Linked DNA regions of Pan troglodytes: region 2 is linked to region 1. Evidence: chromatin contacts called from public capture Hi-C data. All regions are on one chromosome and are shown on one strand. The core of a region is the stretch at or near the end of the contact, and the rest is flanking DNA. Distances in the headings are between cores, read along the strand shown. Region 1 overlaps SEC16B (SEC16 homolog B, endoplasmic reticulum export factor). Region 2 overlaps BRINP2 (BMP/retinoic acid inducible neural specific 2).

Evidence for each region. Capture Hi-C pulls out chosen DNA fragments and counts their contacts.
Region 2: a contact with region 1 is called in a capture Hi-C map of stem cell-derived neural stem cells, with 5 times the contacts expected there. The contact joins two enhancer-like sites. A contact is called at or near these places in 1 of 7 Hi-C or Micro-C datasets (stem cell-derived neural progenitor cells), 1 of 1 datasets of contacts at active chromatin or transcription factors (stem cell-derived excitatory neurons) and 1 of 1 other capture datasets (stem cell-derived neural stem cells).

The regions. Positions count from the first base shown.
Region 1 is chr1:71,139,334-71,144,901 of NHGRI_mPanTro3-v2.0_pri, forward strand. It overlaps SEC16B (SEC16 homolog B, endoplasmic reticulum export factor), which reads left to right. Exons shown (of 33, transcript XR_010151749.1): 20 at 702-819; 21 at 2,089-2,200; 22 at 3,949-4,054. Among named protein-coding and RNA genes, the nearest start is that of SEC16B, 95 kb to the left of the region's middle. Within about 2 kb of position 2,483, at least 4 of the 24 cell types and tissues checked have an H3K27ac peak or open chromatin away from gene starts, as enhancers often do. A contact at or near this core is called in stem cell-derived neural stem cells, where this site is marked.
Region 2 is chr1:71,892,699-71,898,266 of NHGRI_mPanTro3-v2.0_pri, forward strand. All of the region lies in intron 2 of BRINP2 (BMP/retinoic acid inducible neural specific 2), which reads right to left. Among named protein-coding and RNA genes, the nearest start is that of BRINP2, 12 kb to the right of the region's middle. Within about 2 kb of position 3,428, at least 10 of the 24 cell types and tissues checked have an H3K27ac peak or open chromatin away from gene starts, as enhancers often do. A contact at or near this core is called in stem cell-derived neural stem cells, where this site is marked.

The sequences.
Region 1 (5,568 bases), core at 1,233-3,732:
AGGACAGCCTTAGGGAGAGATTGTAGGGAAAACACCATTGATGCGGGGCTTTGTACATTTCCACCACGCTGCTTACTCTCTTTTGCCCCCTGGTGGAATTCTGCTGCCTCTGCATCGTCCTAGCTGGGCCACTTGGCTTGATTTTCTTATTCTTAAAGTGGCAGTAGGAACTAGACTTCATAGGGTTCCTGTGAAGATTAAATAAGAGGATGTGTGTGAATGGGCTTTGTAGAGCCAGAAAACATAGGCATTTGGTAAGACATTAAGCAGGCCCGTGTTCCCCCGACTTCTGTGACAGGCTGTGGCCTCTTCTACTCATAAGCCAAGGATGTTTGATCTTCCTTCTCCCACTGAAGCCTCAGGGTTTTTCTGAGTTTTGTCTCTAGCTATTTGGGGGTCAGGCACTGGGGAGAAATGTGAAAAATAGTAAGTGAGCAATGTCATTTTATTTATCCATTTTCCAATATCCCTGTGAATGTATGTATGTATGTATGCATGTACACGTATCTGTCTATCTGTGTCCTTCTGACAGTTTTACTTTTTTAAAGATGAGAGCTCTAAATCAATGAATGGCAGCATTGCAGGTGGTAGAGTGGGCATTCTCTGACCACTTCTGAACCAGGAAATAGACAACAGCCTTCTTTATGTACATCTGGCCATTCTTAAATGATTGTACATTTATTTTTTCTGGTGCTTTTCAGTGTTGTGGAGAAAAGCAGTGGGGAGACTGGAGGCCTCACCTGGCTGTGATTCTGTCGAATCAGGCTGGGGACCCAGAGCTGTATCAGCGTGCGATTGTTGCCATTGGGGACACCCTGGGTAAGCGACACCAGCATTTCCCCTCCGCTCCCCTCCCTGTCCCTCCCCTCCCCTCCCTGTCCCTTTCCTCACCTCCCCTCCCCGTCCCTCTCCTCACCTCCCCTCCCCGTCCAGGTCAGCTTTAAACATCCTGCCCTTAGATTCTCAGGTTCTAGGTAGGGCCAGAGTCTATGCCCTAGGCTTTTCCTGGACCCAGGAGCCTCCATGTTTTGGGGAAAGAAACTCCAGGGAAACACGTGTCCTTCTTGCCTCTCTGTTTCACAGAATTTCTGCTGTGAGTGAATGCAGGCCAGGCCCCTGAGACTTGGTGTTCTGCTGCTGTAGGAGTCTCCTCTCAGCAGCTGATTTTCTAGCCCTGGGTCAGATTCCCCTGTGGATGGAGTTAACGCATAGGACACCTTGCCTCCTGTTGCTGTAAATTTCTCAGTGACCCAGTTCAATCAGATAGGAAATTCTGTTTTTGCCTGAACCACTCTGGGTTAACCCTGTAGTCTTTCTTGCTATCATCTCTCTGTGAATGTGGCCTTATAAACACTTAGGGGCTATTGAGTGTTCCAGATCAGTGGTTCTCAAATTTAGCCAAGAAGCAGAGCATCCAGAAATCATGGTGCTCCCATGGGGCTTTTTAAAATATTGCTCTGTTAAACTTTAATAGCTATGGGTTAGGTTGTGCCAACTCAGATGGAGGCCATGCAGCACCCTGAGTGGAAGGGAACTAATGTTTGTTGAGCCCTCCTTGGGGGCCAGGCACTGTGCTAGGTATTGTATCTAGCTGAATTAACTCAATTTTGAGGCAGTGGAAAATGTATGGGAGAACATTTCAAAACATGTTGGTAATTAATGTGATTTTTATGTTTGACTTCAGCAGGGAAAGCAATGGTGCCTCAGGAAGCCTAGTTTAAGAACGGCCACTCCCAGTAGTCTCCTTCTTTGCTCAGGTGCAGGCATTTCAAACTCATTTTTCACCCTGAGGAAAGATTAAAATGTTTAGGGAATTCCTCGTAAAAAATCCTTTAGGGAGAAGGTGAAATTGTGCCTTATTCTGGCTGAAGAGAAATGTAACGTCTGAGGCCAAATGGGCTGGTGGGAGGAGGAGTGGGGTTTAGGGGTCTGTGACTCACGCTATGAAAGGCTCATTCATTTAGTCCCGTGTGGCTTCTCTGCTCTGACCCCCGAGGCCACTCTTCCATCTGTCTCCCATCCCACCCAGATGATGGCTCCCCACACGGGTGTGCTCCGTGATTGGGTCTTGTTCTCTTCCTCCCGCAGCTGGGAAGGGGCTTGTGGAGGCAGCTCACTTCTGCTACCTCGTGGCTCACGTGCCCTTTGGCCACTACACCGTGAAGACAGACCATCTGGTCTTGCTGGGCAGCAGCCACAGGTATGCGACCTGGGAGAAAGGAAACAGGACATTTTCCAAGGGACTGTTTTAGCCCTTGTTGGGTTTTATGGATCCATTTTTCATTTTCTCATGTGAATTTCAGCTACCGCCGGCTCCCTTATCTGGGATTGTTATCTGTGCAGGTCTGTGCAAGGAGATGCCCGTGGGCCCCACATCACAGCATTGGCGGGGGCCTCAGGCCCCAGGTGGTCCTCTGCAAAGAGGTGGGCTGATGCCTTTGTGTGGTATTGTGCCCTTTGGCCACTGGGTGGCACCCTGGCTCCACAAGCTAACTTTGTTCCTTTAAAAAAACAACATTTTACATGTGGAGGCTTGTGGGTCCGTGTTAGGCAGCCCTGGGCCTGTTCTGAGAGCCCACCCAGGAAAAACTGGAAAATGGAGGAAGTTTATGTTTAGTCCCTCTTTGGGGCCCTAGCATCCCTACAATGACTTGGTGCACAAGCTACTTAGAGTCCCACTGGTGACATTCTCTGTTGGCCATAGCATTAGGCTTTTCCTGCAGGAGGCCCTCAATCAGCTCTCAGTGAATGAATGCATGGACAGAACGATTTGCTCCCTAGAGGCCCTCCCTGTTCTGTATCTCTCTATCCCCCTCCCCATATGTGTTAAGAGTCACTAAGCTCTTACGTTGTGCCAGGCATTTTCTTTGCACTATTTCCTTTAATTATTACACATTTACCCTATGAAGAAGTGAAGTGAAGCAAAGATTTTAATCGTCACTTATGGAGGAGGGAAACCGAGGCACAGGGAGATGAAATAACTTGTCTCAGATGGTACAGAGAGGGTGTGGGTGAGTTGGACTCGGAATCCAGGCAGTCAGCCTGCAAAGCCCTTTTAACTATTGCACCACACTGCCTACCACTGAGGCAGTGTACCCAGCTCATTGCCTGTTCCTTCCAGGTTCCTGGTCTCTGATAGCACATGGCTAGCTTGTCAAAGAATCCCTTCTGTGCCAAATGTACAATAAGTGTGTATGGGCTAATATGTCTCCCCTCCTATGTTTACGTTGGTTTATGTTGAATGAGGAAATTCTTGGAAATAAAGTCCTACCCCCAGGAATAACCTGGTGATTGTGGTTTTTAAACACCATAGCAAGTTGTTGATGGGAGAAATTTTGGGCCACATGAGACTCTTGTGCCCACCACCTGCCCCAACCAGATCACATTCACTCAGTCCCCATCCTCACTCGTGGAATGAACATCCAATGTATGGACCCGTGTTTGATTTCTGGCTCAGCAGTCCTCGCCTGCTCTGCCATGCCTTTTGGTCTCAGTGCTCCCGGAGTGTTACATGGCTCCCCTCTTTTGTGCGAGTTTGCTCAAACTAGGGGTGCCCTTCACAGGTACACGACAGGCTTTATGGGCATGGGGGTCAGCTCTCTGTGTGTCTAAGAGTAGGGCCCAGTGTCCTTCGAGGTAGCCTGCCTTGAGTTACCCTTCAGCAAGAAGGCAGGTGACCCCCCTTTTCTGCAGCCTCCGCCTCCCAGTGCCTCTGGTGCAGAGTTCTGTTTTGTTCCTTCCTCAGCCTCAAGGAGGGAGAGGGAGAGGAGGTGAAACACTCACTCTGGGAGCCCAGAGTCTTGTTCTTCTCTTGAAGCTGCTGCAGGCATCAGCCCAGGATGGAAACTCCCCCATGAAAGGCTGCAGCTGGTGTTTGGAGAGCCACTAGGATTTAACTCCTGCGTCCCCCACACCTCAATCTCTTTTATTGTTATTCCCTGGTTTTAGTCAAGAGTTTTTGAAATTTGCAACAACTGAGGCAATCCAGAGGACGGAAATCTTCGAGTACTGTCAGATGCTGGGCCGCCCCAAATCCTTCATCCCTTCTTTCCAGGTAACTGAGCCCAGATGAGGCCACCACCGTCACTGTCAGGCAGCTGCAGGCAGCTGTATTTGCAGCTTTGCTTTTTGGCACTTAGTACCTGGGGCTAAGTTATCTACTGAACTTTTCCTCATTAGCTTAAGCGTGGGAGGGTGTAGGATTTCTTTTTATGTCCCCTAAAGGTCTGTGTTTTATAATATGAAGGCAAAACCTTGCAGAGGCCTCTCTGCTGGAGGCTCCTGCCTGACTGCTGATGTTTGAACGTCCTGCCTGCCGCCCCGGCCTGTGCCTAACTCCTGCTGTCAGCTCCTTCTCCCCATCTCTCCAGACAGCTCTCCCTTTCTTCTGAGCCTCCGCAGCTGTCCTGTGGGAGGGAGTGGGAGCGCAGGCCCAGCCCAGTGTCTGCTCACCCTCCCTCTGCTCCGCACTCCTTCTCGGGCCTCTTTTGAAATCCTCTGTCCTCTACCTCCGCCCTCACCCTTCTTCGTCCCACTCAGAGCATCAGCTGTGTGGGTGGTGTCCATACTGTGGTTTCCGCCCTCTTCTCAACATTTCTACATGATGCTGTTGTCACCTTACATTCGTAAAGACCAGTGCTGACATCGTGTCCTCCTCCGTCTAAATCCTCTGTGAGCTCTGACGTCCAGCACCATCCCTTCCTCCATGCAGGCTACCTGGGCCACACCTACGAGTATGACTGAGATGGCAGCCTTCAGTGGCCTCAGCTGTAAAATGGGATGAGAGTGGTGCCTTGTAATGGAGCTGGCATGAAATCGAGTTAGTTTCCTTAATGCTCGAGAACAGCGCCTGGCACACAGCAACTGCTTTCGGCGTTGACGTCATGGCAGGCACAGTGTGGCTCCCACAGCCGAATCCAGGGCCCCCCACTGACACTGAGCTCACGCTGCCTTGTGTTTTCTTGCCTTTCATGCACAGGTATCTTATCTTCCTACCTTAGTTATCTTCTTTAGGTGGAGACATTTTCCAGCGATTCCTTGTTTCTCCTTCAGTGCTTGGTGTCGAGGATACACACAGCAGCAGCAACAACAACAATTACAACAACATGCACACACAACACAAAGCCTTGAAAGTGAAATCCTGTGTCATAGAGAAATGGCCCAATTAGCATCTTCTCTTTTTCTTTAAGTTCTGGGATGCATGTGCAGAATGTGCAGGTTTGTTACATAGGTATACATATGCCATGGTGGTTTGCTGCACCTATCAACCTGTCATCTAGGTTTTAAGCCCTGCATGCATTAGGCATTTGTCCTATAGCATCTTCTCTTTTTTAAGGGCTTTGCCAAAGACTCACCTTTTCCAGCAAAACCTTGCCCCGTGAGCTCCTCTTTGCAGTTCCTCGACCGGCTCTTTGGTCTCTTTTTCTTTCCTTTCTTTATTCATCCCACCTGTCAGTGATTTTGGTGCTGCTTGGGGCTGATAGTAATGAGATTAGCTTCTGCGTGCCCGGCATTGTGGCATTACTTTTCTTGTGTATTGTTTCGAATCCTGTGAGGTAGGCATGATTA
Region 2 (5,568 bases), core at 2,178-4,677, 750 kb after region 1:
TATTTAATAGGTGTTTGGTAATAAGATCAAAAAAAGTTTCAAGGTCAAGATATATTGGAAATACTTGGCTAAACAAAGATAAAACATGTTTCTTTATTGTAGACCTTTCCAGACCCGTCTAATGTGATAAGTGCATTGTGAACCTCCGAGTGCCTATGAGGGGATGGGTGGAAAGGAGGGCACGTTCTCCAACTTTTCTAATCGCAGAACTTTTTTTTTTTTCCAACATGACAACCATTAACCACTTAGGCGACGTTAATATTCTACCAAACCGAGTATGGGTAACATTTCATTTGGATTGCCTTAAAATGGTATTTCTCAAAATGCGGTCTGTATATCATCTGCTTGTTAAAATTCAGTTTTCTGAATCTCATGCAAGACCTACAGAATCAGATTCTCTGGAGGAGGGGCTGGGGATTCTGCATTTTAATAAGCTCCCCAGGTGCACATTGCATTTTGAGAACCACTGCCCTAAAGGAAACACATCCCTAATTTTGTAACATATACATTTGAAATCCTGAACACTAAATATTCTTAGTAGGAAAGATTCTTGTTAACTTTCTAGTAACCCATATTTTAATGGAAATGGGTGTGGTGGGGTAGATGATGAGGTATTGGGGTTTTTGTTATTTTATTTTTAACTGTATAAACATAAAAGTCTTCCCTGTGCTCAGTATTGAGCCAGGGATCTGGGGAAAAAAATGATTAAAAAAAAAAAGACTCAGGCTCTACCTTCAAAATGTTTATAGTTTATAATTAAAAAGGGAAGTAGACATACTACTTGGCCTCTTCGCATCATTGTAGGACCTTGGCTGCAGTCATCTTAGAAGTCAAGTTCACATGAGAGATAGATGGCACATTCTAGGAATTAAAGTAGGGAGAGAAAGAATTTATCTTCTAGATGGCTCAGTCATGAATGAGCCACCAAGATATCAGTTTTATTTGTTTGTTTGTTGCTATCCTGAGAGTTGGGGTGGGGTTAGGGAGAACCATGTAGTAGAGGACTGCATACACAAAAAAATTAGATGAAACAAAGGATGAGGGTGAAAAGTAAGGGGAGGGGAGACCTAATAACTGGATGAATTATGGGGAAAAAACCCTGCTGACTCTGTTCAGTTTAAGGTGAGAAATGACAGGATTAGAATGTCAAATTGCTGAGTCCTACAAACCTAACCATAAACCTCCTCTAAGCTGTTCAGCTTTTTTTCTCTGCAGTCACTAATTAAATCTTGCCTTGAAAGAAATAAAGTAAAATAAAAGCCACATGCTTTTTTGAGTCAAGTAGATTGCATACCATCGGCCTATAAGGAGCTGGGTATCTGGTCGATGTGTATGGGGAACTGAAAGTGGAAGGAAATCAAGATAATAGAGCACTTATCTCTTTCTTTAAAAAAGTTTTCATAATTATTTCTCATTGAATGTCCCATCTTTGTAGCATCTTACTTTCATATGCAGTCTCTTTTCCCTATCTAGCCGTAATGGAAAACATGTGGGATTCCCTTTTCAGTGTGATTTATGCAGAACTGTAAACCAGAGGAACCCAAAGCACATTATAAACAGTATTTGAAGTTCAAAAATCATTCATGTCTCCAACAGGAAGAATGACCAGGGTAAGTTTAATATGATGGTTCACCAAGTCAGTATCCTTTGCACCATCCACACCTTTTATCCAGAAAATATCTTCATAAACTGTTTACTTTCTTGAATATAAGCTTGCTACATTGGTACATTCCCAAGTCTCTTCTCACTGATTTAATGAAAACACAGTGTCTGTGTCCTAAGCTTAGTATCTTTATGATCAAATATCTGACTCCATTACCTGAGGCCATGATGAGTCCATTTTTCCTGTCACTCTCCTCTCCTACGTGGGGCAGATCTGCCCATCAAATAAGAATTTAAGCAACTAAAGCCCTAACAAAGATATTGCTGGCCCTGTGTTCTTCTGTTGTTTGCCTGAGCAAAATCCATCATTACTCTATATGCATATGGCATGTGTCAACTGTTTTAAAATTAGCCAATTTTCCTAAGCATAAAAATGGATTTTTGTCATATCACATGAACCATATATCACAAAAACAAACCAGTTTTTGTTGTGGCTTTTTTCTTTCCAAAATACATGAAGTCTTTTTAAGTCACTGCCAAATCCATTTTGCTCACTGCATTTGTGAGATACATCTAAAGAAACGAAGCAGAAAAAGAAAAAGAAAAGAAAAAAAAAAAAAAGCTCACACACTGCCATCACCTGGAAAGAAATCTAGTTCATTACCAAACCAACCATGCCTAGGAGGAGGCTGGATTGCTTCATCCTGCTTTTAAATAATAAATAAATACAGCATTTGCATGCTGCCCTGCACTGAGAGTTTGAGACAGGGCAAAAAAAAAGAAAAAAAGAAAAAAAAAAAGAAAAACAACAACAACAACAACAAAACCCCTAAGTTTAAGAAAAAGAACTGTCATTTATGGAGCATTCTACATATCAGATTTGATGAGTACTAATTCTGCATTATTTCATTTCATACTCTAACCCTGTGAGTTGTACCACATCCATTTCACAGATGTGCATCCTGAGGCTAATGTAGTAAAGTAACTTGGCAAGATCAAATACATGGTACGTAGCAGAGCCTGCCAAAGACTTGAACCCAAGTTCACCATGCCTGAGCCTCTTCTCTCAATGACCATGTCGTCACATACGAGAGCAAAAAAAAAAAACCATCGAAACTTCTAAAGACATGATATTGCGGCACCAGGTTTCTTTTCTTCATTAAGCCTGTACTGGTGCGTTCTTTAAGGGTTGTAGCTCAGAGCAGCCCTCTTTGGGAAATTCTCCTTGAGCCTTTGCATAAAGCCTCCAAACATTGCTAAGCTCAGGAGTGATGCAGCGTATGTAAAGAATCAGCAGCTGTCTGTATGGTTCGTTTTGAAGGGCCTACAATTCCTCTCAACAAGGAAAAGCACCATGTCTCACTTGGGTTAAAATCTGTGAATTTCTCTTTTGAAATGTTCTAGTGTTAATTGGGAGGGCAGCACATTAAATCATTATTAGTCATTAATACCTTAACACAAATTAGTTGATCAGGTTACTGAGAGGTGTGAAGGGCCCTGAGGGAAGGATATTATCTTGATGGAGGTGGTGGGGAGTTGCCAAAGAGGGCAGTTGCCAAAGAGGGCAGTCTCTGGATTGCTGCAGGGGCTGAGTGAGGCTGAGTGAGGGAGCTAAGGGAGGATGGGAGGGGTGGGGCAGGGAGGATGAGAGGGGTGGGGCAGGGAGGGAGGGACGGCACCAGGACTAATCAGCTTAGTTCCAGACAGGATTGCTTCTGCAAATGCAACTGTCCCTCCCCATTCCTTCTCCGCACACGCGCACGCACACATGGCTCCCCTGCTGTCCCTTTCGAGCTTGCCGGAGTGTACTTACAGATAAGGGTTTTAGGAAAGGTACCGGCCACTCCTCGGCAACCTCCGGGGCAAGAATCCCGCCTGCGCCTCTGCAGCCGGGGGCTTGTAACACAGCTTTTCGCCTCTAGGGGTCTCTAGTGACCCGAGGCTTCCGGAGGAGGCTGCCCTTGCTCCGCGGTCCCTCGCGGCTCAAATCCGGAAGGTCGGAGATTTCAGAAAGAAGAGGCGTGTGCAGGGCGCCTCCCAAGACCCCGCCAGCCGCCGGCACACCCGTCAGCCACCTGCCCCTGCTCCTGCCTAACGACGTATTGATGATAAATGGCTGAACACCGAGTGAGGGGTAGGCAGACATTAGCTGCCCCCACAGTCCTCACTGAGTGCTTAGTTATTTCTATGTCTCAAGGGGATTTCAAGGACCTCCCTCTGCATCCCCACCTCACACTCTTCCAGTAAACCCAGTCCCCCGGCCTGCCAGACTACAGCCCAGCAGGAGTCTCCGCGCTCTCAGCCCGGCAGCCTCGTGGTGGGGATGGGGCATGAACCCGAGTGAGGGACAGGCCGGCCCCAGTCACCAGCTACCCGCTGCCGCTGGGCTTGATGTTCTGCCCTCCCTGAGCTGGGGCTCCCCGCGAGGGAGGACCGCTGCCTTCGTTCTGGGAGACCTGGGTACCCTAATGAAAACAGAAGAAAAAAATATCACAACTGAGGAGTATTGGGAAAAAGCACGAAACTTTGAGCAAGGCACTTGTTCCTCCCAGTCCACTGTTGAAGAGGCTGCAGGAGTTGATGGCAAAATTCTGGCTTTCTAATTCATCCTGCAACACTTGTTTGAATCCCAACTCCACTACTCACTAGATGTGAGATCTTGGGTAATTGACTTAACCTCTCTATACCCATTTTGTTTTTTCATCTTCAAAACGAGAATAATAGTATCTACTTCATAGAGAGTTGTTAGACTTGAAAGAGATCTTACAGTGCATACTCTCAGCATCTAGTATAGTGCCTGGCACACAGCAGGCGCTCATTCATAGACATTGAACTCCTTGCATTTTCAATTACTGAGAACAAGGGAGAACAACAGTGATTGGTCCTAGTCTCACAGAACTTCGCAGATGTGTCTGGGTGAGTGAAAGTCTTATATTTTAAAATCAATTTTAATATATCACCTGTGATTTTAAATGAATCACAAGTTTTGCTTTTTAAAGAACTTCTGCAGTGGTCTTCAATGTGTTTTGAATACCTTTAGGTTCCAAGGAGTTGCCCTAGGGAACACTTGTGGGTGAGGAAAGAGAAGAAACAGGTGGCGGAGCTCCAGACCCCCTAGGCCTGCTCCAACGAGAGAGCTCCCCTTTTATCTGCTTTATATATTGGGGTTTTAGGTAAGGGTTTATTGATGAAAGTCTTCCACTGCTTTTTTGAGAGATGAAAACCACTGTGAATATGTCCTTGTATAATTCAGGGAAACCTTTTCCTCCAGGCTTAAGGATGCTCAACTCTGCTATTTGTCAATCATTGTCTTTAATCTTTACAATTTTTGTGCAACATAAGGTGTAATATCCATTTTACTAGGTGGGGATACGGAGGCAATAAGCCACACATAGCTGAGGTCACACAGTGGGTAAGTGACTATGACCAGATTGATGCCCAGGTTTGTCTCACCCAAAAGTCACCCACCCCATTGACCCTCAGAGCCACCCAGGGTGGAAGGCAGAGGGCATGGTGCAGGGGCAAGAGCCCAGAGTCTGAATGGTGGTTGCTCCTCTATGCTTTGCCTTCCTCAGTTTCCATATGCAAAACTGGAATGACACTTACTTCATAAGGTTGTAATAAAAATTAAATGAGATAATATAAGTAAAAATGAACCTAGTACAATTTTTATCATAAAATAGGCATTGGGAGTATATTAAATATGTATGAACTTGTCCCACCCATTTCATCTGCTCGCCAAATCATTTCTTTAACCTTTTATTATAAGAGATATTCATTCAGAAGGTATAGATGCATGCATGTGTATATACGGGGTGTGCGTGTGTGTGAATACATACGTACATATGTGTGTATAGATGTGTGTGTATATACATAAAATTGTAGAGCAAACCTGCCCTCGGGTCAAGAAACAGAACACTGCCAGCATCTCAGAATCAACCCCCTCTGCATACCCCTCCTTGATCA